Linked DNA regions of Mus musculus: regions 2, 3, 4, 5, 6 and 7 are each linked to region 1. The links are chromatin contacts, called in public promoter capture Hi-C maps. All regions are on one chromosome and are shown on one strand. The core of a region is the stretch at or near the end of the contact, and the rest is flanking DNA. Distances in the headings are between cores, read along the strand shown.

What was found. Promoter capture Hi-C pulls out the DNA fragments that hold promoters and counts their contacts. Capture Hi-C pulls out chosen DNA fragments and counts their contacts.
Region 2: a promoter capture Hi-C map of liver shows a contact between it and region 1, with 8 times the contacts expected there. The contact joins the promoter of Huwe1 here to the promoter of Apex2 in region 1. A contact is called at or near these places in 15 of 39 promoter capture datasets (the 3T3-L1 cell line, 3T3-L1-derived adipocytes, the C10 cell line and 9 more), 4 of 484 Hi-C or Micro-C datasets (B cells, cranial neural crest, erythroblasts and 1 more) and 2 of 9 other capture datasets (adipose tissue and liver).
Region 3: a contact with region 1 is called in a promoter capture Hi-C map of liver, with 8 times the contacts expected there. The contact joins the promoter of Tspyl2 here to the promoter of Apex2 in region 1. A contact is called at or near these places in 7 of 39 promoter capture datasets (the SN4741 cell line, cranial neural crest, embryonic stem cells and 3 more), 2 of 115 datasets of contacts at active chromatin or transcription factors (astrocytes and extraembryonic endoderm stem cells) and 2 of 9 other capture datasets (adipose tissue and liver).
Region 4: a promoter capture Hi-C map of liver shows a contact between it and region 1, with 9 times the contacts expected there. The contact joins the promoter of Kdm5c here to the promoter of Apex2 in region 1. A contact is called at or near these places in 15 of 39 promoter capture datasets (the 3T3-L1 cell line, the HPC-7 cell line, HPC-7-derived erythroid cells and 9 more), 5 of 115 datasets of contacts at active chromatin or transcription factors (astrocytes, bone marrow-derived dendritic cells, embryonic stem cells and 2 more) and 2 of 9 other capture datasets (adipose tissue and liver).
Region 5: a contact with region 1 is called in a promoter capture Hi-C map of liver, with 6 times the contacts expected there. The contact joins the promoter of Iqsec2 here to the promoter of Apex2 in region 1. A contact is called at or near these places in 2 of 39 promoter capture datasets (cranial neural crest and liver), 1 of 115 datasets of contacts at active chromatin or transcription factors (astrocytes) and 2 of 9 other capture datasets (adipose tissue and liver).
Region 6: a contact with region 1 is called in a promoter capture Hi-C map of liver, with 4 times the contacts expected there. The contact joins the promoter of Gpr173 here to the promoter of Apex2 in region 1. A contact is called at or near these places in 3 of 39 promoter capture datasets (the 3T3-L1 cell line, cranial neural crest and hippocampal neurons), 1 of 115 datasets of contacts at active chromatin or transcription factors (embryonic stem cells) and 2 of 9 other capture datasets (adipose tissue and liver).
Region 7: a contact with region 1 is called in a promoter capture Hi-C map of liver, with 4 times the contacts expected there. The contact joins the promoter of Hsd17b10 here to the promoter of Apex2 in region 1. A contact is called at or near these places in 8 of 39 promoter capture datasets (the HPC-7 cell line, cranial neural crest, embryonic stem cells and 5 more), 3 of 115 datasets of contacts at active chromatin or transcription factors (astrocytes, embryonic stem cells and pro-B cells) and 1 of 9 other capture datasets (liver).

The regions. Positions count from the first base shown.
Region 1 is chrX:150,586,044-150,589,719 of GRCm38.p6, reverse strand. Apex2 (apurinic/apyrimidinic endonuclease 2) reads left to right here and starts at 1,565. Exons shown (of 6, transcript NM_029943.2): 1 at 1,565-1,797; 2 at 2,594-2,677; 3 at 3,675-3,676. The coding sequence starts at 1,644. It also overlaps a transcript of Pfkfb1 not described here.
Region 2 is chrX:151,801,888-151,805,394 of GRCm38.p6, reverse strand. It overlaps Huwe1 (HECT, UBA and WWE domain containing 1), which reads right to left and starts at 2,113. Exons shown (of 83, transcript NM_021523.4): 1 at 1,826-2,113.
Region 3 is chrX:152,340,631-152,344,117 of GRCm38.p6, reverse strand. Tspyl2 (TSPY-like 2) reads left to right here and starts at 1,634. Exons shown (of 7, transcript NM_029836.4): 1 at 1,634-2,578. The coding sequence starts at 1,793. It overlaps Gpr173 (G-protein coupled receptor 173), which reads left to right. Exons shown (of 4, transcript NM_001359449.1): 4 at 1-520.
Region 4 is chrX:152,231,486-152,234,785 of GRCm38.p6, reverse strand. Kdm5c (lysine (K)-specific demethylase 5C) reads right to left here and starts at 1,559. Exons shown (of 26, transcript NM_013668.4): 1 at 1,076-1,559. The coding sequence starts at 1,225.
Region 5 is chrX:152,142,936-152,146,633 of GRCm38.p6, reverse strand. Iqsec2 (IQ motif and Sec7 domain 2) reads right to left here and starts at 2,366. Exons shown (of 15, transcript NM_001114664.2): 1 at 1,455-2,366. The coding sequence starts at 2,161.
Region 6 is chrX:152,366,706-152,370,385 of GRCm38.p6, reverse strand. Gpr173 (G-protein coupled receptor 173) reads left to right here and starts at 1,668. Exons shown (of 4, transcript NM_001359449.1): 1 at 1,668-2,335; 2 at 2,876-2,965; 3 at 3,117-3,265. 3010001F23Rik (RIKEN cDNA 3010001F23 gene) reads right to left here and starts at 1,814. Exons shown (of 4, transcript NR_045451.1): 1 at 1,692-1,814; 2 at 364-544.
Region 7 is chrX:152,000,317-152,003,724 of GRCm38.p6, reverse strand. Hsd17b10 (hydroxysteroid (17-beta) dehydrogenase 10) reads right to left here and starts at 1,829. Exons shown (of 6, transcript NM_016763.2): 1 at 1,791-1,829; 2 at 1,283-1,447; 3 at 200-364; 4 at 1-72. The coding sequence starts at 1,817.

The DNA.
Region 1 (3,676 bases), core at 316-2,815:
ATCTGCCTTTAGTGCAGTATGGGCAAAATCCCTTGCTTGAAAGCAACTGGTGACATGAAGAAAAATGTTCATTTCCCTTGTCCTAATTAACCCACTCCTGGGATTTGATCTTTAGTCAGTAACTCCCAAAGCATGGAAAAGCTCAAGGCACAGAATTTGAATTACAGAGCTGTTTTTCTGATAGCAGTAACTAGTGACCTTTAAGTCCGATGGGGGTGGGGTGGGGGAGGGGCAGCCTACTGTGGCTCTGTATAGCCATGAAGACGATGGCTCAAAGGCTGTGAAATTCTGAGGGTGTGTGCATTCGAATGGGAATAACTTTGTAGCAATTTTCAGTGGAAAAAAAAAAAACCCTTAGGATGCAAAGTTATAGTTTTCCTGGAAATAGGGCGATTCCTGTTAATTCTGTTTCTGTGGTCACAAAAAAATAAGTCGAGAACTCATCCCTACTGCCCTGCTTATTCATCCATTTGCTAAATATTTATTCCGTTATCATATAAGGTGGGTCAGAGATGGCCACTGCATTCAGGCTGCTGGCAGTCTAGTGACAACGGAAATCAATGGGGGTTGTGCACTGTGGTAAATACTGTGCCATGGACCATAAAGTGCAGTGGTGCCCACAGGAAAAGACGTAAACACAGAGGTGTGTGGACAAAAAAAAAATCAATTGTTTACCTGATTAAGAAGGGTTTAAATCTTGGCTCTACCACTTCTGTGAGGCTGAGACGAATTTATTCAACTTCTACTTAGCTTCAGTGCCTCTTCCTGGATTATCCTAAGAATGAAAGGACACGGTATAGACAGGAAAACCATAACTGCATCGGGAAATGATACTATTCTGGAGCTTAAATGGTCTAGGCCTCGATTTTGCTCATCTGAGAAATGGAGCCAAATGCAAGTCTGTCTTATGCTTTGAGAGTCAAGACAAACATGGCTATACAGGGAGGATTTGAGGCAGTCTCCTTCCTCCAGACTCCATTAAAACGGAGGCTAGCTAGGTTCTTAATTGCTTAACGGAGAAAGTTCCCTTCGCCACTGCCCAAAAGGACTCCAGGGTCTGCAGAAGCCCCTCAGCCACCGCCAGGGGCCGCTCACTAAAGCCAGAGTCCTGTCTCGATCCGGGTAGGGCGTTGGCTCAGCTTGTTTCCCCAGAGGCCTGCCCCTTGACAAAGGGACAAAATCCCATTTGTCAGTAACCTGGCGCATCAGGGGGTACTTTTGTAGTAGAGAAGAGCAGTCAGATTCGGGCGTCCAGGCCAGCATGCGGCCAGAAGAGAAGGAGCCCAACCAGAGACGCGCCTCTCACCAGTTACTCTTCCCAGGTTTTGGTCTGGGTCTTGCTATGTAGCCCAGGCTGGCCTTGAATTCATTACTGACCCTGCCTCAGCTTCCTGAGTACTGGGGTGACAGGCTCGTTTGATCAAGCCCGGTTTTCCTACAGCCTCCACCTTAGTTCCGTCTCCCGCCTAAGAGAACTGAACTCGAAGTCCCGCCCTGCTTGCGTCCTGCCGTCGGAGGGGGCGGAGGGGAAGGTGAGAACGCCCGGTGGAAACGCGAGAGGAAGGCGGGGAGCCAGCTCACTTCCGGGCAGCAATGCATTTGCCCGCCTAAGCTTCCTTTGGGAAACTGTACCGTTTACCAAAATGCTGCGCGTGGTAAGCTGGAACATCAATGGGATCCGGAGTCCCCTGCAAGGCCTTGCATGCCAGGAACCCAGCAGCTGTCCCACGGCCTTGCGACGCGTTTTGGACGAGCTGGATGCTGATATTGTCTGTCTCCAGGAGACCAAAGTGACCAGTGAGCATTCGAGAATCCAAGATCTCTACGGTGTTTTCCTTTTGATGCTAACCTTTGTTCTGTCTCATTTCGCGTTTCGTTTTCCTATACTTAGAATCCTGCCCTTATACCCATCTGAAAGGCCTGATCCTTTTCTTTCTAAACAACCCCACCCCAGCTAGAACCCCTAATTCCGACTCCTGGCCTGCTTTCCCCGTTGAAACCCTCATACACAGATTCCCACTCATTCTATAGCCCGAACTCTGGGCCTTGAATTTTCTCCTTTCATTCTTCTAAGCCAAACACCTCAGTTTTCCATCCCTGCCCCCACCTCAGTCCTTAATCCCCACCTAATCTCTGCCTTTAGCTCAGACTCTTAATTTCTCCTTCCCATATCTCCAATTCCTCTTTTCTCTCCACCTCAAGGCCCTAGATTCATTCCTCTTTGATATCTTACCTCAAATTTAGACCTAATTTCTTCTCCCATAATTCCCAGCTCGAATTCCCTAATTCCCTCTCCTACCTCCCACCCTTCAGGTCCCCAATCTCCACTGCCAGCATCTGTGAGTACTTTAATCTAAATCACAAGACTTAGCTCTGATTTGCCCTCCTCTGCTTCCCTATCTAATTTGAATATAATTTTCTTTCCTGACTTTCCCATCTCTCTAGCTCCTGTCAACATAAACACTTCTCCTGACCCTCAATTACAGCTCTGATGTATGCTAACCTATAACTGTAATTCCAGTCTTTCATGGGTCCATGGTGCTAATTTACCTCTGACTTTATATTTACTTTTTTTTCTTTTTTTTTTTTTTAGGAGATGTACTGACAGAGCCCCTGGCTATTGTTGAGGGTTATAACTCCTATTTCAGCTTCAGCCGCAGCCGTAGTGGCTATTCTGGTAAATGAGGTCTTCTGGGGGTATTTATGTTAGCATTGGTGATGGAGAAAAGGAGTGTTTTGGTATTTAATAAGAAGGTAACATATTTTGACTTTTCATTTCCAAAGCAAATGCTGCTAATTTTAGGTCATATGAAACCTCATATTTATGCACCGAAGTTTCCTTTTGTCCCTCAGAAGTATAGTAATGTACTTCTTCTGAGTTAACTGTATAAGCACTGGACCTTAACTGCCAGGGTTCAAGTCCTGGCTCACATCCTCTCTGTGTTTTCTGACAAGTTACTTTACCTTTGTGTTTCAGGTTTTTCACTGAGAAAATAAGGATAATGGTTATTTTCTAGGCTCTCACAAGGGTTTAGACATAGTCTTGCATGAGGTAATAATGATAGCTAATTTTTCATCAGCATTTGCTATGTATGTGTAAAATACATTATTATTGTTCTTGTAAAATATAACATTATTCTGTGGCTTTTTTTTTTTGGTTTTGTTTTTTGTTTTCGAGACAGGAACTCACTTTGTAGACCAGGCTGGCCTCAAACTCAGAAATCCACCTGCTTCTGCCTCCCAAGTGCTGGGATTAAAGACGTGCGCCACCACTGCCCTATTCTGTGGCTTTTTAAGAGGAAACTGAGGCCTCAGATGCTTTAAGACGCTACAGAGCCATGTATGGCCCCTGAGTTAGGAGGATTGTCCTTACTTTTTTTTTTTTTTTTTTTGATTTTTCGAGACAGGGTTTCTCTGTATAGCCCTGGCTGTCCTGGAACTCACTTTGTAGACCAGTCTGGCCTCGAACTCAGAAATTCGCCTGCCTCTGCCTCCCAAGTGCTAGGATTAAAGGCGTGTGCCACCACGCCTGGCTGTCCTTACATTTTTGAAACAGTTAAATTTGACAAAGATAACCAAAGCTGTTCCTTATATGGATACACTTGGAGTGGGATAGGCTGTACAATGATATATTGGCTGCTGACCCCGTTCAGAATGCTCTTGTCCGTCCCCAGGT
Region 2 (3,507 bases), core at 864-3,363, 1.2 Mb before region 1:
CTTCAAATAGTGAGAACATATTCAAACATGAACCACTGATCATACAAAGTGGCTTATGAGGAAAAAATTAAAAGCAGACAGGAGCGAATAGGTATTATTCCTAAACATAGAAAAATACAGCTGAAGAAATAACAATTTTTAAAAACCTTACCAGGCTATAAAGGTAGAATATGGCACAAAAACATTTATCTACCAATACAGTTTCACATTAAAAAGGCACCCAAACTTTCTGAGGCAAATTTTCTACAAGGTAAGCATTACTACCCTCATTATATAAACAAACAAAATCTGAAAAGTAATTTGCCCAAGGTCATGAGTTCAATGTGAACTGGAAGCAAACACTAACTTTCTAAATCAGGCTGCTTCCTATGAATTGGAAATGTTGGCAGCATCTCCTCAATCTATGCAACACTGGTGCTAAATAAAAAGTAATTCAAATCATGTTATCTACAAAGGAAACACGTGATAGGGAATTAATTGTCTATAATAGAAGTGATTTGAGGAGAAAGGAAGTAAATTTAAATTTAAAAGGAGCGTGACTGTTTTAGGGGTAAAACTCCTGGAGGAAGGAAAAGGTACTGGGGGTCGACACCTTGCTAGGGGATTCAGCTCCTGGGGGTGGGAGGAAGAGCAGTTAAGAGAGAAATATAAGGATTAAGAAGTGAGACTTAGTTCTTAAATGTTGGTTAGCTGTAACAAAACAAAAAGATATACAGACCAGCAGACTACAGAAACATAGGCGGGAAAGGGGGCGGGTCCCAGAGCTTGTAGCGTGGAAGGGGTTGGAAAGGCAAAGTTTCACCTAGTGGGGGCACGAAGGAGACCACTAAGACTGCAATTATCCGACCACTGACCCGTTTATTGTTCTGCCCAAGTATGGTCTCAAAACATTCAAAGTTGAAGAAATCAGTACGCTGTCCCCGCGTCAGGGATAAACAAGCAAGAGGACCTAGGAAAATGGAAGGTTACTGCTGATCCATCCACAAAGATGGAGTAAATGCAGGGAATAAGATAAGCTCTTTTAACATCTGCGCCAAAAGCACCACGGAAGGACATGGGACAGGGTAGATGATTCAGGCTAGGCTCTAAATTAGGACTACAGAGGAGGAGTGATAGGATTTTTTTTAACTTCTCCCCTTAATAATGCATCCCGATATTCACGTAGCTGAGCGATTTGACAGGGAGACAGAATTTGGGAAAGGGAAGGTACTCTAATGACTCTACAGATTGACCTCTCAAACCTTAGCCCGAAAGCCGCGGGAGCAGGGAAGCAGAGCCCACCTCGGATCAAGAAAAACTAGGGGTTTCATATGGGTCGCTGCAAGGGCTGAGAAGCAGCAAGCGCGCAATAATTATGAGAACAATCTTAGGTGCGTCCCTCTCTCCCACTTTTTAATCTAATCCCCAGCCCACTACCCAATGAACTATGGACTCCCTCCCGCACTTCCCAACCCGCCCACTGCGACGACGAAAACAGAGGCGAAGAGCGATTGGTGGGGCAAAGGCAGGCCCACACGAGGCAGAGGCCGGGGGAAATGGTGTCGCTTTAACCGGTAAGAAACAGGATGGTCTTCAGCTCAGGAAGGATTTACCGGCACCACGACGTTTCGCCATTCGTCATCTCCTTAACGTCTGGTACCTGAGAAGCGTCACAAACGCGGATAGCTAACCCCTTGGTACCGTGTAAGAGCAAGACAGGCAGCCGCCGCCGCCGCCATCTTAACAGGCGGCCCGACCCTAGTCACTGCCCCCCCACCCCCAAGGTATCTCCGCCACCGCCGGCGAATCCCCACGAGGACGTAACCCTGCTCCCGCGAGAACTCACCGGCTAAGAACGGCAGCACCAGAAGACGCTGCTCGCGCCTCCGCAGCTCCTGCACTCAGTAGCCAACCTCGGCCGCCGCCTTCGCGTGATCCCAGGAGAACCTCCACCGGACCAGGAAAAACTGAGCCCAGCCCGTCCCAACCCTCGCTTGCCACCAAACCCCAAATCGCCACCGCTCCGCTCTCACCCCACGCGAAGCGAAAAGCAAATGACGCACAACCTCACGGAGCACTACGGGGCGGAGCCAGCATGCCGCCGCCGGCTCCCGCATGCGCCGTAGGAACTATCGCGATATTACGTTCAGCCTCGCCGAGACCTTCGTAATTCACCGCAGGAGACCGCCCGCGCCTCGCCTTTAGGAAACATGAGATCTCGCGAGACCAGGTGCACGCTCCTAAAAAGGAGAAAGGCGGAGCTTCGTGAAAATGACTGGGAGTTTTTTCGGGGAAAGGGAGGAAGCTCTCGTCCTTTAGGGATCTCGCTTACCACGAGGTTTCCGACCCACTGCGGAGCTTGCTACCAAACCTCGCGATGACACAGCTCAGCGCCAAATCTCGGCCATGTCTTGAAAACTACCTCCGCCCCCGATTTAGGTGTCTGGAGCCTGCCTAGTGCTTAAAAAGTCAACCTGTTTATTCTCACGCTTCCAGCAGGGCTGTACCAATTAGCCAAACTCCATTCCGAAAGCGAAAAGAATGGGTTCCCATTGTTACCTGCCTCGAGGAATAACGTGCTAGTCTTAACTAACGCATAAAAGATGTTCAATTTACAATAAACACACAAATGCAAATGGAAACAATGACACACCAGTTTTTGTGCTCAAAACATGGGGGGAAAAATCTAAAGACCTCTAATATCCATACTTCTTCCTTCGCCGCACTGCAGGCTAACCTGAATCCATCTTTTCACTAAAAGCTCATATCATTAGTTCTACCTCCGGAGTCACCAGTTTTAAATATTGAGGCTTTCCTTACCTTATAACAAAAAAGACCCAATAAAGTGGTTTTCTCCAAACAAAGGCGTCTGCCCTCAAAAGCAAATTCAAGCTTGGGGTGGGGAGAAAGGCGCTTGGAGATTTTAATATGGCAGTTTTTGCATGTCTAACCAACAATGTTTCTCCAATAAATCGGGATCCAGTCTGGCCCGTTTGTGAGCTTTTCCATTCTAATCCATTGTTCTGTCTATTCTAATTTAAACATGCTTCCTTCAGAGTACAGTTTAATTGTACAAGCACCCCCATCTTTAAAAACATTTTCTTGGTTATTCTTAGCCATCCCCCCCTCATAAACTTTAGAATCGTCAAGTTCCAAAAACTTAGTATATTTATTGGAATTGCATCAACTGCTTGAATCAATATAGAAAAATGAATATCGTTACAGAATAGAGGCTTCCTATGCAGAAGCCTGATATTCCTTCTCCATTTATGCAAACGTTCTTCCATTGTATTCCTGAAAGTTTTATAGTTTACTTCCAGATATTTTTATTTTTCTTGAAATTTAGAGTGGGGGGGTTGGTATTAAAATTTCAAAATGTTTATTGCTTATATACAAGACTGTTCATATTTAACTACTGACTTTTGTAATTAGAAAAATGAAAATATGCTCAAACAGCAGTAAAATGAAAGCAACGACATGTGATTTTTTACTGTATAACTGAAAAGATATAAAGATAAGTAACAATTC
Region 3 (3,487 bases), core at 385-2,884, 1.8 Mb before region 1:
AGGGGAGGGATCAAACATGAAGGCAATGGGGTTAAGAAATGGCCCCCTGCAATGTAATGGCTTTTAGAGGAACTGCTCAGCCTAAACTGCAAGTCCTTCTTACGGTTCCACTGTATACAGCTGGGACTTGGTTTAGCTTTGACTAAATTCAGAAGGAAAGATAACATAACGAAAAAGCCCAAGTCTGGGGATCTACCCAGCTGGCCTACTCCCTAAGCACTCAATTAATTTACTATTTATTTACTTATTTCTTCAGGTGCACAGAATTGAGCTGACCCTATTACTCAGTTCTTGGCACACTCTATCATTGGTCCATGCAAGGTCCTTTTATTATTTTGCTTTGTCCCCTTCATCACCCATTCCTGATCCCATCCTTCCAACCCCACATAGGCACCGCTCTTCAGTACTTAATGTGTGTCCTTCCAAACCACCGTTCATGTGTTTATTTACTTATGTGTATCTGTGGAAAATATATGGTATTGATGTGTTTTAATTTACATAAACAGTATTGTACTATAAATCTTGCTCTGTTTCTTTTTTCACTTAACATTCTGTTTTTGCGAAATCCAGCCATGTTGCTATACATAGATCAAATTTATTCTAGTAGTCCATCTAAAACACATATCACATCCATTTTCCTGTTGATGGATTCTGAGGTTCCTTCCTCTGCTACCACAGCAAGGCTGCAATGGGCAATTATCTCCTCTCCTTAGGAATGTCTAATGTAGAAGAAACAAGCTCAGAGAGGGGCAGTGATTTGGCTAAAGTCACAGTGGAAGTCACCTGCTATGTGGATTCTAGAACCAGAGCCAAAACTCCACCATCGTGCCTCATCAAAGACCAGCCATTTCTGATCACAAACAAAATAAAATATAATATTAGGGTACAATTAATAGCCGCATTCATTTAGGAAAAGCTGGGGTAGAAATTATGTGTAGACAAAGAGAATTTTAAAGTTCTAGAAAAATCTAGCACATTAGTTGAATCACCTTTTTTTTTTTTTAATGACGCAGAGGAAGTTACTCTTTGCATCTGTGGAGCCATTTTGCAGAAATAGAAAAAGCCATGTCAAAACCTGACCACCAAAGCAAAAAGACCTCAGATATTTAAACTACTAGCAGTTCAAAGCAGCCTGCGACTGAGGGGCTACAGCGCTCACCCCACAGGCATAAACTGGTGGGGGAAGGGACAGATTTTAAAAGTGCGTAGTTGTTGGGGGAGTGGGGCGGGGAGAATGATAGCGAGGCTCTCTGATTTCATTTGAGCACATCTCGTTCCCTGGTGCTTGCGCACTCCCAGCCACCCTCCCCGGGCCTAGTCTTGTGGTCTTCAGAATCACTGGTACTTTTCCCATTGGCTAAAACATTGCAAGACTGAGGGTGAGGGGGCTCCTACCCTAGCTTTCCTCATAGCCAATCGCCCCGCAGTTTTCCTCTCATCACTGAGGGGCAGTCAGCCTGATGATTGGTGGGCGCGAAGGGAGCCAATTAGAAAATGATGATGTGTAGTGTTGGCAAGCGGATTGCGTGAGAGAAGGCAGGGGCTGAGGGAACGCTACCGCCAGCTCCGAGGCCTGCAGCCAATGGCGGGCAGAGCAGACGCCATGCCAGGGAGTGGGCGGGGCCTGGGCGATAGGCGCTGTGGGAGTGGGGCAGGCGCTGTGGGAGGGGACGTCAGAGCGAGGTGGTGAGCAGAGCTGGTCGCGTGAGGTGTGGCGGCTCCGCTTCAAGTGTGACTGGTGGCTACGGCCTTGTCTGAGAGCCGCAGAGCCAGTGTTGTGAGTGCGGTCACCATGGACCGCCCGGACGAGGGGCCTCCGGCCAAGACCCCCCGCCTGAGCAGCTCGGAACCCCGTCAGCGCGACCTGCCGCCCCCGCCACCCCCACCGCTCCAGCGACTGCCCCTGCCTCCACCCCAGCAGCGTCCGAGACCCCAGGAAGAAACCGAGGCTGCACAGGTGCTGGCTGACATGAGGGGGGTGGGCCCCACGCTGCCCCCACCACTGCCCTATGTCATTCTTGAGGAAGGGGGGATCCGCGCGTATTTCACCCTGAGTGCTGAGAGTCCCGGATGGGATCACGCAATGGAGTCAGGGTTCGGGGAGGCCCCTTCCACAGGGATCATGGAAACGCTCCCATCTTCAGAAATCTCTGGGGGAAGCCTGGCAATTGACTTTCAGGTTGCAGAGCCCAGCAGCCTCGGAGAGAAGGCCCTAGAAACCTGTAGCTTAGGAGGGTGGGGGCCCCAGATGTTAGTTGGTCCGAAGAGGAAGGAGGAGGCTATCATAATAGTGGAAGATGAGGATGAGGATGACAAGGAGAGTGTGAGGAGGCGGCAGCGTCGGAGGAGGAGGAGAAGGAAGCAGAGGAAGGCGAAGGAGAGCCGAGAGAGGAGTGCCCAGAGGATGGAGAGCATACTGCAGGCCCTGGAGAGCATTCAAATGGACCTGGAGGCGGTGAACATCAAGGCAGGCAAGGCCTTCTTGCGTCTCAAGCGCAAATTCATCCAGATGCGAAGGCCCTTTTTGGAGCGCAGAGACCTCATCATCCAGCATATCCCAGGCTTCTGGGTCAAAGCAGTATCCTTCTCATCAGTATGCATGGGCCAGAAGCCCATGACTGAAGGGGAGATGTGTGGAAGAGAGAGAAGAGGTGTGGGGGAGGGTCAGAGATGAGGATGATGAATCCCCATTAGAAGATTCTAGAAGGCGTGGAAGAGGGATGGCAAGAGGGCAAAATCGCATCTAAAACTAGACTGCAGAAGGGAAAAAGAGTAGCATTGCAACATTTAAAAAGAAAATGGATCCCAGACAATAAAAGAGGGAGGGGTAACGGAAAAGGCACACAGCCCATAAACGGAGCAACAGATAGAGAAAGGAGGAGAGGAGGGGGGAGTACAGGTGATGAACTGACTAAGGAGGGAGGGCGCATAAGCTCTTCGGGAAGCGTGCTCAAACCACACAAGGCTCCATAAACCTGGGTCTCTGCTTAGATACCTAGAAATCCCAAATCTGTCTACCATCCTCTCCATTAGAGGGGAGAGAGTAGAAATGGGATGGAACCCTGAAGAATCAGGAGAAAGACCACTTGGTTGTGAGGCTCAAGTGGTTAAATGAAGGGAAAGGTACAACAGGAAGAATCCAATCCACTATTGGTGACTGTTGAGCTCATTCCCAGGGAAACACGTATGCAACATTTGAAATGCACACATTTTAGTAGAATTTATATAGATATAAACACTTGGCCCATGATTAAAAAGTGTCACATGATCATAGGCTCTCGGGAGTCAGGCACAGGGTATCAAGTAGATACAGATACATAACTTCCATATCTAGACATGAGGCAACTGGGCCTAAGCACACAGACTTCTAGAGGCATTCATCCATTATGTGGACACTGAGCATCAACACCTATACATGTAACATTTAAATGCAGGTCCTCGGTAACCAAATGTATCTGTACTTAGACTTGGGCTTTTAGCTCCCAGA
Region 4 (3,300 bases), core at 310-2,809, 1.6 Mb before region 1:
AACCAGCCCAGGAATCTCAAGTGGTTACTAAACACTGTTCACCATTGTTTCCTCCAGTGTGTCAGCAAGGCAGCAGCCTGTCCTAGCCTTTGGAAAACTTCCCCTGGGCTAGTCAGGACTAGAAGCAACAATATGGTCCTTTTTGCTGAACATTTGGGAAGCAAAGGAAGATTTCCATATCTCCACTATTGTTCCTGGGGACCCAAGAAAACCTTATCTTATAGGATCATCTACATTCTGAGCCTGAGGTAGAATCCAGATCTTCTGAGAAGGCCATACCAAGCTAACTGGTCTAAACTTCTCCATAGGAAGGCTGTGGGGACCATGTGCAAGAAGGTTCTGACATTACCTTCAACTAGAAAACGCAGGAGCCAGAAAGAGCACTCCCTGTGAGAATGATTTCCTGACTGGCCACCAGGCTAGGATATTATCAGAGATGAATTGGCCTGACAGCGTGAGTAAACATGAGTCAACACACACAGAAGCAAACCAATGACCACATCAAGCACCTTCACAGTCACAGTAATTACCACTTACCAGAGTGCACTATGTTACCTGGTTTAATCTAATTATTCCCAGCACACAATTCACAGGCTCAGGGATTACTTTACATGCCCAAGGTCATACAGCTGCTAACCTTCTAAGTAGTTTTAAACTCACGTCTGACTCCCTTTTGAGACGTGATCTTTCCACTACACCACACAGCTTGCCTTAAAGGGAATAATGACAGTAGTCGTTACTTTGTAACTGCCTCGACCAGGGTGATACAAAGTAAAAGATGGGAGTCTCTGTGCCTCCCTGCGAACTCTCCCCAGCCCATTAAGCATCTGTGTATTGAATCAAGGGAAATTCTCAAGAGCAGAGTGGGAGTGGGTCTCAGACCCCAGGTCACTTGTATGCCACAAAACGAGGAGCCCTGACCCCAGCACCCTTTTTCCGCTTCGTGAGGCATCCACAAAATACCAGCCATCCCATATTCTTCCCACACCTGCTGCCCTCCGCCCGGGACTTCACCACTGGCTACCCGGATCCACCCACAAACTCGCCGCTGGCGACCATCAGCTCCCAGCCTTACCGCGGGTGGGCGGATCTTGCAAATGCCGGACTTCTCGGCGATGGGTCTGATTTTCGCGATGTAGCCAAGAGGGTCTCGGAACTCGGCCCAGCTAGGCTCGAACACCGGACACTCCGGCGGCGGTAGGAAATCGTCGGACCCCAGCTCCATGGTGGGCCCGAGGGCTGGGCCAGAGATCGGGAGGGCTCAGGTCGCCCTTAAGGACGCATGGCGCCGCCGCTGTCTGAAACCGAGGTACTTCTCGGAGTCTAGGCCCTAAGCAGGACGGCCACCGCCCGTCAAGGGCTTAGGGGGGCGGGTGCCGTGCTCTAAAAGTCTCAGGCTGAGGTTCCTTTTACAGGTTCTTAGTCCTGTTCCGTTTCTTCCACACCTTACCGCTGCCTCCCAACTACTGAAGCCTTCACTACTACAGTTAAGTCCCAGTCGCGGCAGGTTTCACCGCTGCCACCGCCATCTTGGTTTGTCAGCGTCTCCTCCCCCCCACCTCTGTACCTCACCACAACAAACCAGATCCCTCCGCAAGGTGTCTCTCCGAGTTCCGTTTACTTTGAGTCAGAAAAAAACCTAGGAAGCCTTCATCATGTGATGACCGAAAGAAATCGGGTTGTATATGTCCCTTATTTGGAGGTGGTTAGTTAAAAACATTTCTCAGGCTAAGAGAAAATAGTTCATTTCATTGGCGGAAGAACAAAATTGTAAATCGATGGCCGGATCCTTTTACCGGATGGACCGGCGATGCACGTTTAAAGGCCAGTGATGCGCATGCGCAGTCTCTAGACAAACCGGAAGAGGAGCTAGTGTCCATAAGTAGTGAGCCTAAACTAGTACGCGCCCATGCGCGCTCGCACACGCTCGCGCACGCGCACGCACACACCCTAGATCCCAAGCCGGTTGTCTCCTCCCCAATGTCCTTTGCTGCTTCTCTCAGGTCCTTTCAGTGAGAACCACGGAAGGCGGTGATTTCGAGGAACCTCCGCCCCCTTCCTCCCCCTCCCCCTCCCATTCCGCGTGTCTACTGCTGAGTGAATTGAAGATTTACCAGACTTACACCTCTGAGGTTTTTGTTTTTAAATGAAAGAAGGAAACTCCTCACTCCCTAGAGAATGTGGAGTTTTAGAAGCTTCAGTCCCACGTAGAGTAAAAATGCATTATTCTCCCCAGTATCATTGGCCATCAGCATTTTAAAGAATGCTTTCGACTGTTTGGTATACATTGTAACTATATAAACACTTTGTATAATATGTGTGTATCCATTTTTGTAGCAACTACTGCTACAAAAAAACCAAAAGGCCTGGATGTTTACATTTTTGTTTATTCCATGTATATGCAGTACATAGAGGCTAAAAAGGGGGGGATTTTGAGTTTGAGACCAGCCTGAGCTACATAGCAAGATCCTGCCTCACAAAGTAGTAGTAGTAGTAGTACTAGTAGTAATATTATTATTACTAATGGCCGGGCAGTAGGTGGCACATGCCATTAATCCCAGCACTTGGGAGGCAGAGGCAGGTTGTACAGTGAGTTCTTGTCTCCAAAAAAAAAAAAAAAAAGGGCAGGCATGGTGGCATACATCTTTAATTCCAGTACTCAGGAGGCAGAGGTAGATGAATCTCTGAGTTCAATGTCATCCTGGTCTACAGAACTACTTCCAGGATAGCCAGGATAGGGCTACTCCCCATCTCAAAAACTCAATAGTAATAATAGTAATAATAATGTAAAGTAATGGAACTGGACAGGAGAAAAGGCATTAAAATTAAGGTTAGTAAGTTTGCTGTTCCTCACCTGAAGACATTTTGCTTTTCTACCTGAGGAACATCTCTGTAAAGAGTAAAGAACACCAGGCTTTTGGTCTCAGCACCACCCATTCTTCCTCCAGTCTCCTCTAATGTCCTTAGCCCAGACATACCACAGGGCAAAAGGAAACCGAGCAGTCTTTTAAGCCAGTGATATAAAATGCATTGATTTGTATTTGTGAAAGTCATACTATGCAACAGGAACTTTTGTGAGCATGTGAAAATACAAAAGCATGCCTTCCTGGAACAGATTATTTACTCACTGGGCCCTGCCAAGTACCTCACGTCCCTGACCCTTGGTTTTCTTGTTCATAAAATGAAGTTAAGTAATCCTTTCATTACTTAGGAAGATTAGAGATAATAATATCTGCGTCTCTTTTTTAAAAAATTATTTTCATTGCTAATTTATTTATTTTTGTATTTATTTATTTTATG
Region 5 (3,698 bases), core at 1,117-3,616, 1.6 Mb before region 1:
AGATGTTCCCTCTGTTCCTGGATCTGCCCCCTGGAGCCATACATATTGAGGTTGCTCCCTCCATCACAGGCCTGACCCCTCTAGAGAAGTCTGCAACCAGGCTCAAGGACCACAATGCCCCATCCAGTCTTTCTCTGCCCCCCATTCTGGGGCTGTCCTTCTACCTCAACACTCAGCTGAGGGTGCACTGCAGTGGAGCCCAGCCAAGCCCTCAAGCTGCAGCTGCTGCTCCTGGGGCCCAGCCATCTCAACCCAGCACCCCAGCCTGCTGCCTCACCATGGGGGAGTTGCAGAGAGCTGTCTCCCGGCAGATTTCCTGAGGCAGAAGGCTTCCCCACCCCCAGCCCAGCCTCCAAGAGACACTCCACTAGTTGTGGCACATGGTAGGACCAGCTGAGCAGTGAGAGGAGGGGGAAGCCTGTCCATTTGCTAAAGGACTTCAGACTTGCTCTTTGGTGTGGTTGGGTTAGTAACATACCCATTGAATCTCAGTTGGCAGTCCCTGGCTTTAAAAAAAATATCTAGGGGAAATCATAGACTGGCAAAAGAAGGGACTCAGTCAAGGTCACAAAGCCAATCTGCAACAGAGCTGGAAGGGGACGCCAGTTCTCCCATCTCCCAATTCAATGTTCTTTTCAGTATAGCAGTAAAGCAATAGGAGGGCCTTTAGGGCATCCCTGTGAGCCTTCGTGCCCTTGACTCACAGCCTAATACATTTATCCCAATCAGCACACAATGGGATCTACATAGGAAAAGTAGATCCTGTCCATGTCCCATCAACTCAGAAAATATTCCTAACCTGTCTCAGACACATGTACAAACCCCAGCACAGGTCTGAAGCTGATCCAACAGATGGGAGATCTATGGACTTCCCTTCCTGGTAGGGCTCTTTAAATGGGTGTTGTTTTTCTTGAAGGGTGGAGACCAGCTGGACTTTGAGAAACTAACCAAGGGCCTAGCCTCCATCTTTGCTCCCCCATCTTTGCCACCATCACCCCCCCTCCCCATGCCAAGATGTGCTGCAGTTCCATTCTGGTCCCCACCTGCCTCGAGACGAGATCACCCCCCCCCAAAAAAAAAAGGTGTGTAGGAGTGTTTCTCTCTTTAGGGGGCTTGAGTTGATACCACCTCTGTCTAAAAATTATTTAATCCATCCTCTGGAAAGGATACAGCTAGGGGCTGAAGAAGTGGAGGGAGGTAGTGGGAATTGCTTTAGTCTCTAACTGGCTTTGGTTCTACAGGGAAAAGAAGCCCGCACTCGTCTGACCAAACCAATGTGTGGTGGCTAGGGAAAGCATGTCAGCCGGTTGAGGAGAACCTTCTCCCGATTGGGACAGGCGAAGCAGGAAATGGGATCAGGCATGGGCTTCATATACTTTATCTGCCAGCTAAGTTGGAGAGGGATCTAGAGGGAAAGGAATGGGTGGGGTGGGGGCCGCAAACACATTCCTTACTTTCTCTGGAGGGTTGTAGCCGGGCTGGTGCTGGTACTGGTGCTGTGACCTCCGCCAGCGCCAGGACTGGAGCTTCTGGATGCGCCACGACTCAACTGGCCCCGCTCCCGCGGTGGCCGCTGCCCCACGCCCACCGCCGCGGAATAGCCGGCTTCCTTCTCGCGGCCCGGGTGCGCTGGCCCAGCCTCCCTCCCGCCACGCTCGCGACCCAGGGCTGGGTTCTCATGGTGCAGGTGGCATTGGGCCACGTCGCGCTCGCGGGCTGTGTAACCGGTAGTGTCCTGAAGTTGATAGGAGGCTTCTCGCTCCTTATCCCGATAGATAGCTTCCCGGTTCTGGTAAGCGCCATCCCGGTTCGGGTAGCCCACGTCCCGGGACGCCTGGTGGAACTGGCTCTCCCGCAGCTCGCGGTGGTGGAACTGGGTCTCACGCAGGTTCTGGTACTGGCTTTCGCGGCCAGGACTATCCCGTGCGCCAAGGGGGTCCCGGTGCAGTTCCCCACGGTGCAGCTGGCTCTCCTCCCGCAGGTCGCGGTTCTCCTGGGTGAGCTGGTCCAACTGGCCCTCCAGCTCTTCTATGCGCCGCCGCTGGGTCTCCAACAGCTGCTGCTGACTCTCGATGATGTTGTTCAGCTCCAGCAGGTACTCCACCGCCCGGTTGGGGCTCTCAGATCCCGGGCCACCCGGAGGACCGGACCCCGCCTCCATCCTGGCGGCCCAGGGACAGGGGAACGGGCAGGAGAGCCCAGTCCCCGCTCGCTCACGGCGCCACCCTCCCCCGGGCCCAGCCGGGGGAGGGGGCCGGCGGGACGCGAGGGCGCGCACCGGGCTCGGGGGCCCGGGGGCCCTAGGGGGCCCGGGAGACAGCGCTGGGGCCGGCGGCACGGGGCGCAGGAGCTAAGGCTACCGCCGCCGCCGCCGCCGCCGCCACCACCACCGCCACCGCCACCGCCAGGGCTCGGAAGGACGCGGCCCACGGCGCTCCGCCCGCTGCGGAGTCACTGCGCAGCGCGGCCGCGCGGGACCGCCCCGGCCGCCGGCCCGCCCCCCGCCCCTGCCCCCACCCAGCTCTCCCGACCCGCCCCCGCGCGCCCCACCTGCAGTCGCCACCAACACCCTAGCTGGACCAGCCCCAAAGCACTGGCACCTCAGCTGGATGCCAGCCTTAGCTCAGCCTGCAGGAGATATCTCCATTCCAACTGTCCTGGGGTCTTCACCTAACAGCCTAATGAAGTCCTCCAACCTATTCTAATATGCACTGGCCCAACAGGCCCAAGACCCAAGCCGTCAAAACACCCAGCCCAGGCAGTCTCCAGACTCAGTCAACTCAGACTTCCAACCCCTCAGTCGGCCAACCCCACTCAGTATCCCATTCCTTATCCCAGCTGGCTTCTTGTTTTAGATGATCTCCTTCCAGCTCCATGACAATCTCTTGATTTTTCATTACAACTAGTCAGTCTATAGACCATTACTCCATCTCAGTACTTCTGCGTTTCTCTAGCCTTGTGATCCTCCAGCCCACCCAGTCTGTAGTTCCATATCCCAGACAGTCCCTGGAATTCAACTACTACTACTACTACCACCACCACCACCACCACCACCACCACCACCACTAACCCCCCCCCCCATACACACACACACATGTAACTCTTCAGGCATTTACCTTCAGCCCGCCAACCTCTAAATTCTTCATCCAAATCAATGCTCAGATTTCCAATCCTATCCGACCCCAGGATTCCCTATATTAGCCCGTTACTGGGTCTTTTGACCAAGGAAGGCCTTTTTGACAAGGGTCTTTTTTTGATCATTGATGATCATTTCCAACAAGCCCCAGGACTCCCCATTAGAGTCAGACTTGATGTCAAAACATCTTTCTTCAACCGTCATTTTCTAATCCCCATGGAAATGGCATCTTCTTTCATTCCACCATTGCCAATCAGTGAAGTTTTATCTTTTCATTAAGACCTGAATCAAATTCTCAGCATGGGTTTATAATACCTGTGCTTGTAAGGTTAAAGCAGGAAGACTGCTAGTATTTAGAGGCCAACCTGAACTAAGTAATGAGTTCCACACAATCCTTAGCTACAGTGTGGGATGCTATCTCAAAAAACCAAAATAACAATAGAAAGTTAGGAGCTGGAGAGATGGTTCAGAAATTAAGAGCACTAATTGCTCTTCCGAAGAACCTGGGTTCAATTTCAAGCACCCACGTGACAACTCAAACTGTAACTCCTGCTCAAGAAGG
Region 6 (3,680 bases), core at 419-2,918, 1.8 Mb before region 1:
TGCTCTCTACTATCAATTCTACTATTTACACCTTCCTTTAAGTCTAATGTGTCCTCTTTTTCCAACTTTAGACAGAAATCCGACTCTTCCTTTTGTGTGTGTGTGTGTGTGTGTGTGTGTGTGTGTGTGTGTAAATTTAAAGCTACAAAATTGTCCTGCCACATAGCCTTAGACACATTTCACAAGATTTCAGGTAAAGATTTCCATTCTAGATCAACCCAAAGTCCTTTCTAATTTCCACTTCGAATTTATGTTCAGTCCATAGGGTTTTATCCCTTTCCAAAGCATCGTGCCCAAATTTAGAGATTATAAAAATAACCATCTAAAGATTTTCTAAAAATGTTTCACACCTCTCCCACCTACCAGATTTATATTTCCAGAGAGCAGGCCTGGGGATCTAGATTTCACAGGTACCAGAGGGATCCAGAGGCAGGTGCATGACTTCCTGGCCCACAGGTTGGTAGCAGATCATGGTTTTCATAAGGGCAGGCAGCAAGTCTGATTTACCCAACTCAGCTGAGTCCAGCACTGGACCTACATAAAGCTAGTTAATGAATGAACCAACAAGTGGGGTAAGAAAACAAATAAAATACAAGTTTTATATCAAGAGAACTGGAATTGTTGACTGCTACAAATTAGAGGAACCACCACAGCATCATTTGGTCCCTATTTAAACCAATTCAAAACAGAACTGTATTCCCTGGTCTTCCCATGTCTGTTTCCCAGGCATTCTTCTCATCTTTTGCTTCATGCTGTCCTGGAACACAGCCTTAAGTATGTGTTCATGCTTGCCTCCTGGCCCAGAGAAAGTAGATTTATCATTGTGGGTATCCTCACAGGGGCTCCGAGTTGGGTGTCTGACTCCTCCTCCACCTCTCTCCAAGCCAACTTCCAGAGCCTACCCATAAAACCCCATCCTAAATAAGGCTATCTACCTTATCTTCCAAACCTTCCATACCAAACCTAAGAAATTTCCCCTGAATCTTTGTCCAAAACCGGACCCCAGACCTTTACAAGCTCTGCCCTCATTGCACGAGTATCCTAAGCAAGTTGCTATCTCAGCAACCTCTTGGCTACTTCCCCTCACCTCCACACAGGCCTCTCTCAAGTCAGAAAGGCCTGAGCCTGATTTTGTCAGTCAGCTATTGTCCTGGCAAGAACAACCACCACACCACACCAAGCATCCCCATTCAGTAAGCCAGGCAGCCAAGTTCTCCCGGTCTCGCCAGCCCCCTCCCCCAACCCCAGCCGCCCCGCCCCAGGGAGGACCTTGCTGGTGGCTGGGAGTCTCCCGGCTGCTCAGCCTCCCTTCTTCCCTCCCTTGCTCTCCCTCCTTCCCTCCCTCCTCCACCCGCCCCTCGGGCAGGGACTGTGCAAATCGAGGAGAGGGGAGGACCAACAGGCTACACAGGGTCTAGCTAAGGGGCCAGGACTCCTCACTGAGACCCTATCCAAGCTAGGTGTTTCCCGCATCACGGAATCTGGATTTGTGTGAAGCGGGGTGATTCCCGGGCCAGGAATTCCTTCCAGCAGGTCCACTGTACCTTCGTCTCGCTTCAGGACCCCCCTTGGATGCTCTGAGCCACCCTTCTCAACCCGGATCTAAAACCTGGGACACGGCTATCAGGCCAGCCTCTCTCTCCCTCCACCCCTCCCCCTCTTTCTGGCGTCCATCCCCTCCCCAACACCACCTCTGCTACTGCCTCTGGCTGTGGACCTGCACCTCTTCTCCATCCTCGCCAGGCCCGGAGAGTGGGGTTAGCCTGGATGAGAGTGTGCCCCTAACCTGGGGCCCTCCCAAGCCATGGCTCCTGTGTTCCCAGGGAGGAGTCCAGGACCCTGAGCATCTGCTAGAAGCTTGGCAGAGGCCCCGCTGGGACCGTGTCTTCTGAGGACAAAAGGCTGCGGCCAGCAGGCAGACTGGGTGGGGGGTGGGGGGGAACCGGTAGCTAGGCAGGCAGAACAGTAGCGGAGCCAACACTGGCCCCCTCCCAGACCGGCGGTGGCATGAAGATGGGGGTGGGAGTGTGTAGTGGGAGAAGCACCTACCAGGACCCCCATCTGCCCGCTACTTGGGCACCCCAAAGCTGTGTGCTGCCCACCTGGTGTTCCCCAACATCTCCAGCTCTACCAAGTGCACCCCTCTGGCACCTGCTTCCCTTGCTGCCAGTGATTTAGATCAACCAGGCTGTATCCACGGCAACAGAAGCAGGAGTGTCACTGGCTGCCAGATCAGTGAGGGTCCCACAATGTGGCCTGGGCTGTGGTTTATCCTGGATGAGACAGAGTGAGTCTCCTTCCTGAATTCCAAGACAGTCCTGCTAAGAGAACCCAGGTAAGTAGTCAGCATTCTTCCATAAAGGAGCTAGGGGAGGAGGGGGGCTGGGACTTCTCTGTCTCTCCATATATTTCAGTCTCTATCACTGTCATGCTTCCTGTCTCTCTGTTAGTCTCTCTGCTTCATCACTGAGTATGACAACACTCAAACCCCAAGACTGCTTATCTTTCCCCATCTTCTTTAATCCTGAATGTCCCATAAGAAAGGGAACCACCACCTGTTTCTCCACCCCCAACCCCTTACAGGGTCTGCTTCTATCATTATAGTCACGTTTAGACACAAGACCATTCCTTGTGTGCTAGCTGTGGAAGGGGTACCTGGGAGCTCATTGAGCCTTGTTCTCACAATGCCTGCAGCTTCCTTTTCTCCTTCTCCAGGTTCCTTAGGTTGTTTGCAGAATTGTGATCTGTATGTGTGTGTGTCTGTGTGTCTGTAAGAGAGACAGAGAACCTGGGCACCAAGCAGGTGGGTAGATATGACAAGGAGGCTGCTCCTAGTGCAGACCACCCCTCATTCCTTCCTTTATTCTTTTCCCAGTCTCTACCTACAGGTAACATACCTTTGCTCACTCACCCTGGAAGATGTGTCCCAGCTAGTGGGAGGAAGCTGCTATAGGAATAGAGGAAGGTAAGGTGGGGGTAGGGAGCACATTCAGGTCCTGGGCTCTGAGAGCGCTTGAACCAATCCCCATGACAATATACAGGGGACAGGAATAACGTAGTGGTCCCCACACTGTGGGCCCTGGCTTCTATCACATGGCTCTCTGTTTCTGTTTCAGATACCCATATTGTGTTTGGGACCTCCAGATCTATGACACAGTAAGCCAGAGGTCCCTGTATCTGGAGGTGCAGGAAAACCTGGTATATGGAGAACATGGATTCTACTAGGGACACGGCTCCTAACTACTAGTTCGCAACTTTAGTGGAGGCATGTCACTTGTTGAACCTTGATTTTCCCCATTTGTCAAAGAGACTGGTAACCCTTTCTTCATGGATGTGTGCAGGGATTAAATAAATTGGTGCATGCAAACAATTATCTGTGTTTATAGGATGGTGCTGAGCAGTGTCAGGGTCAATATTATTGCTGATTGTTCATGATTAGTATTGCTACAGATCAGGAAAAGGATTAGTGCCTTTTCTTTAGGGTCTTAGCAGAGATCTAGGGAAGCCAGCAGATGGGAAGGTGGAAGGTGGCAAGTAGAGGGAAGCAGAACAGCTTTGTGCTATTACTTCTAATTTGTAAAGAGTGATAGATAGTCGGGGGCAGTCATCCCTACCCTACTCGGGGTTCTTTCCATGCACTTACCCTTATTTGTGTACACACACACACACACACACACACA
Region 7 (3,408 bases), core at 580-3,079, 1.4 Mb before region 1:
CTGGTCTGGTTCATTCTGGCCCATCTCCCCAGCAACCAGGCGGATCACATTGAAAGTGCCTATAAGATTCACCTGGAGGATGGTAGAACCATGATGTAGGATCTAGGACAGAGGCTGCCTTTTGTTTCCTTACACGCTTTGGGAATATTCACTGCCACACCCCCTTTATCCTCCCCGTGGAGATCTGCCAAGGCCTTACATTGATAACCCGCTGGAAGTCCTCCAAAGTATGGATCTTGTTCTTCTTTTGGTGGTATGTCTTAATGGCCACTGCAATACCTGCACAGTTGACAGCCACATCTATACGGCCAAACTTTTCTTTTGCTAGAGTCAAAGCTGCTTGTATCTCCTTCTCAGAGGTCACCTAGACAGGAAGAGATGAAGGAGAGGTATTTCTTTCCTACCATACACACACCACTAAACCTGGAGAGGAAGACAGACCCAGATCTTGGGTGGGAACAGAACTGTGTGAGCAAAGGGGGGTGGGCAAGAAAGAGTTGTAATAAAACAAATGAAGATGAAAGGGGAAATGGTAGATACTATAGAAGAGTGTTGCAAAACATTTCCCAATCTGTATTCTCTTGATTCATATGCCTCGGGTTATTCTCAGTTAATACAGATCAGGGCACTATAAACACTTCTGGTTTTTTTCTCTTGCAAGTACTGATGACTAAACCCAGGTGCCTCCCACATGCTAGGCAAGAACTCTGCCACCAAGCTGTACTCCAATACGATCAGTTCTGAAAATAACAGGAACATGACCTAGCATTAAAAGAAAAAAAAAATCCCTACCTGCTGAGTTGAAGTTTTTTAACTCTGTAAATGTAAAATGTCTGGGCAAGATATGCATTCCAACTGAACATATCTTCTCCAGGAAATCCTGGTGTGTCCAATCCTCTCATCCCCATAGTGCTGAGCCCGGCTTTAGCTTTCTTACTGCAGGGCTCTCACAGTATCCAAGACTCCAGTCCAAAGCTAAAAGGAAATGAGTCCCGCCCCGCCCCGCTCCCCCCCACCCCACCCCCCACCCCCCACCCCCCCCCCCCCGCCTTCCGTTTATGTGTGTGTGTGTGTGTGTGTGCAGGAATGTTCCTGCCAGGGCACACGTGTGGAGGTCAGAGTTGGATCTTTCCTTATACCATGTGGTTCCCAGGGATCAAACGGGGGTGTCATGGATGGCATCCTGTGCCTTTAACCACTAAGCCATCTGACCGACCCCAGATACCACTCTTACGGAAGGAATCCCCAAGTTTCCTCGTGCACGAGGAGAGTCACGACTCACATTTGCTGGGGCAAATATGCAGCTTTCTCCTAACTTCTTGGCTTGGGCTTCACCCTCTGAGTCAGGTACATCCAGAAGTACAGCTGTGGCCCCTTGTCCCACCAGTCTTTTGGCCGTAGCTAGGCCAAGGCCCGAGGCTCCTCCAGTTACTACCGCGACCAAGCCCTGTGAAAAGGTACTAGGTAAACTGCTATTATCCAGACCACTCCCCACCTTTTCATTTGCCAATTCTAGAGTTCTGCGAAGAAGAAGCGGGGACGGTCAGTGACCTAAATGTGCTTCCTCTCCCCCAGCGACGAAACTTGGGGGGCGGGGGCGTGTCTCATCCCAGGAATGTTTTTTCTGTGACCCCTCACACACAGATGTAGTTGAACATTGCTTGTTCACCGATTGAGCCCAACCACCGCAAAACCACGCGTTCTCCATGCACCGATATCTCCTCTCTTGTTCCTGCCCGCGCAGTCCTAGCCTGCATAAAAACAAAGGTTAGAGGCACAGAGCAGTCTACCTTCACGCTCCGAACTGCCGCAGCCATCTTGCACAAGCCTCGCCACCAGAGGAGGGCTTTTAGTGCCTTTTGCACATGCTCTCGCTGATTGGCCGACGCAGAGCCGCCTACTAGGTGGAGCGGCTGTCGCGGGGGCGGGGAGCAGTTGCGGCAGAGGAGGGTGGGGAAGATAGGGGTGTGGCCTGCTGTCCCGGACCTTGGAAAGGGAAAAGTTTAGATCCCAGGGTTAGGAACCTATCCTTTGTAGAAAAACCTAGCGGCTCCAGCTTGAAATCATTACTCCTTCATCCTGCTCTCTAGCAGATCTTTTGGTAGACAGACAGCTCCACCGGAGAAAGACAGGGCGAAGAAACTGAGTCCCTTCAGAAACTGAATCCCTTTCTCAGGAAAGCTTTCAAGTGTAAATGAAATCGATTCCTATGTGGTACCAGGTCCTGGGCATACACAGGGTGTAATACAAGGTCCATATTTCCAAAGAGGACACGGTTCATTTAGGAAAAGATAAAATTACAGTATAGACAACTAAAGGGACGTAGAGGCTGTTTTTTTTTTTTTTCAGTGATGAAATCAAACCCCGAGGTTAAGCAAGTACTCTACTATAGAGCTACAAACAGCCCAAGTACAGATTCCAGAATGTATAGCTGAGAAGACTAGAAGATTCTGAAATACAGACAGGCAACAGAGAGATAAATAAGTCGAAGCAAGGATAGAGAGCGGCCAGGCAGGATTAGACTTTTATGCAGGGGCAGGGCATGTCACTAGGAACTAGAGATAGGAAGTGGGCCTTATGAAACATGTACTTCTGGAAAGCAAACTCAGAGTCAAGGACATCTCTAATCAGCTCATCCTTTGCTCCGTTTCTATGTTCAATGCCCAGATCACACATTGTAGATTGGACCTCATCTAGAAAATGTTGTTAAAAACTCAGGTCTCTGGTTATCCTAGACTACCTTTCAGTCAATTAGGAACTTGAGGGTGGACATCTAAACTGTCTTCCATCCATATTTTGTCTCAAAGTCTTCAGGTCCACAAATCTGAGCCTACACTTTCTGCCTATAAAACTGCATTATGTCCTTTCTATGTTAAGTATTTTCCCATCTACTTCCCTGTCAAGGAAAACACCCCTCAAGTACTCTTGGTTGCTGATAGCAGTATAAGTATACTGATTGTCACTACTTTATCAAAGGATTTAGCACCAGATTAGAAGTCTTTATTTTTTAACCACCTCCTTCGTGTGTGTGTGTGTGTGTGTGTGTGTGTGTGTGTGTGTGTTTGTATACTGTGTAGGGTCAAAAGGGCAACTATGGGATTTGATTCTCTCCTTCCATCGTGTGGGTTTTGGTAATCAAACAGATCATTAGGCTTGGTGATGACACCTTTACCTACTGAGACATCCTACCAGTCCCAGACCACAATCCAAGTGTCATGTGAAGTGTTCCCAGCAACTTTGACCCTTGTGTTCTGGAGGCAGAAGCAGGATAACTATAGCAAATGTTGAAGCCATGCTGGTTTACATAGCCAATCTTAGGCTAGTCAGAAGTAGACTACATGACAAGACCCTGTCTCAAAGAGGGGGGGGGGGAGGCAGTTCTTCCACTGGGACTGCATTGAAAAAGAA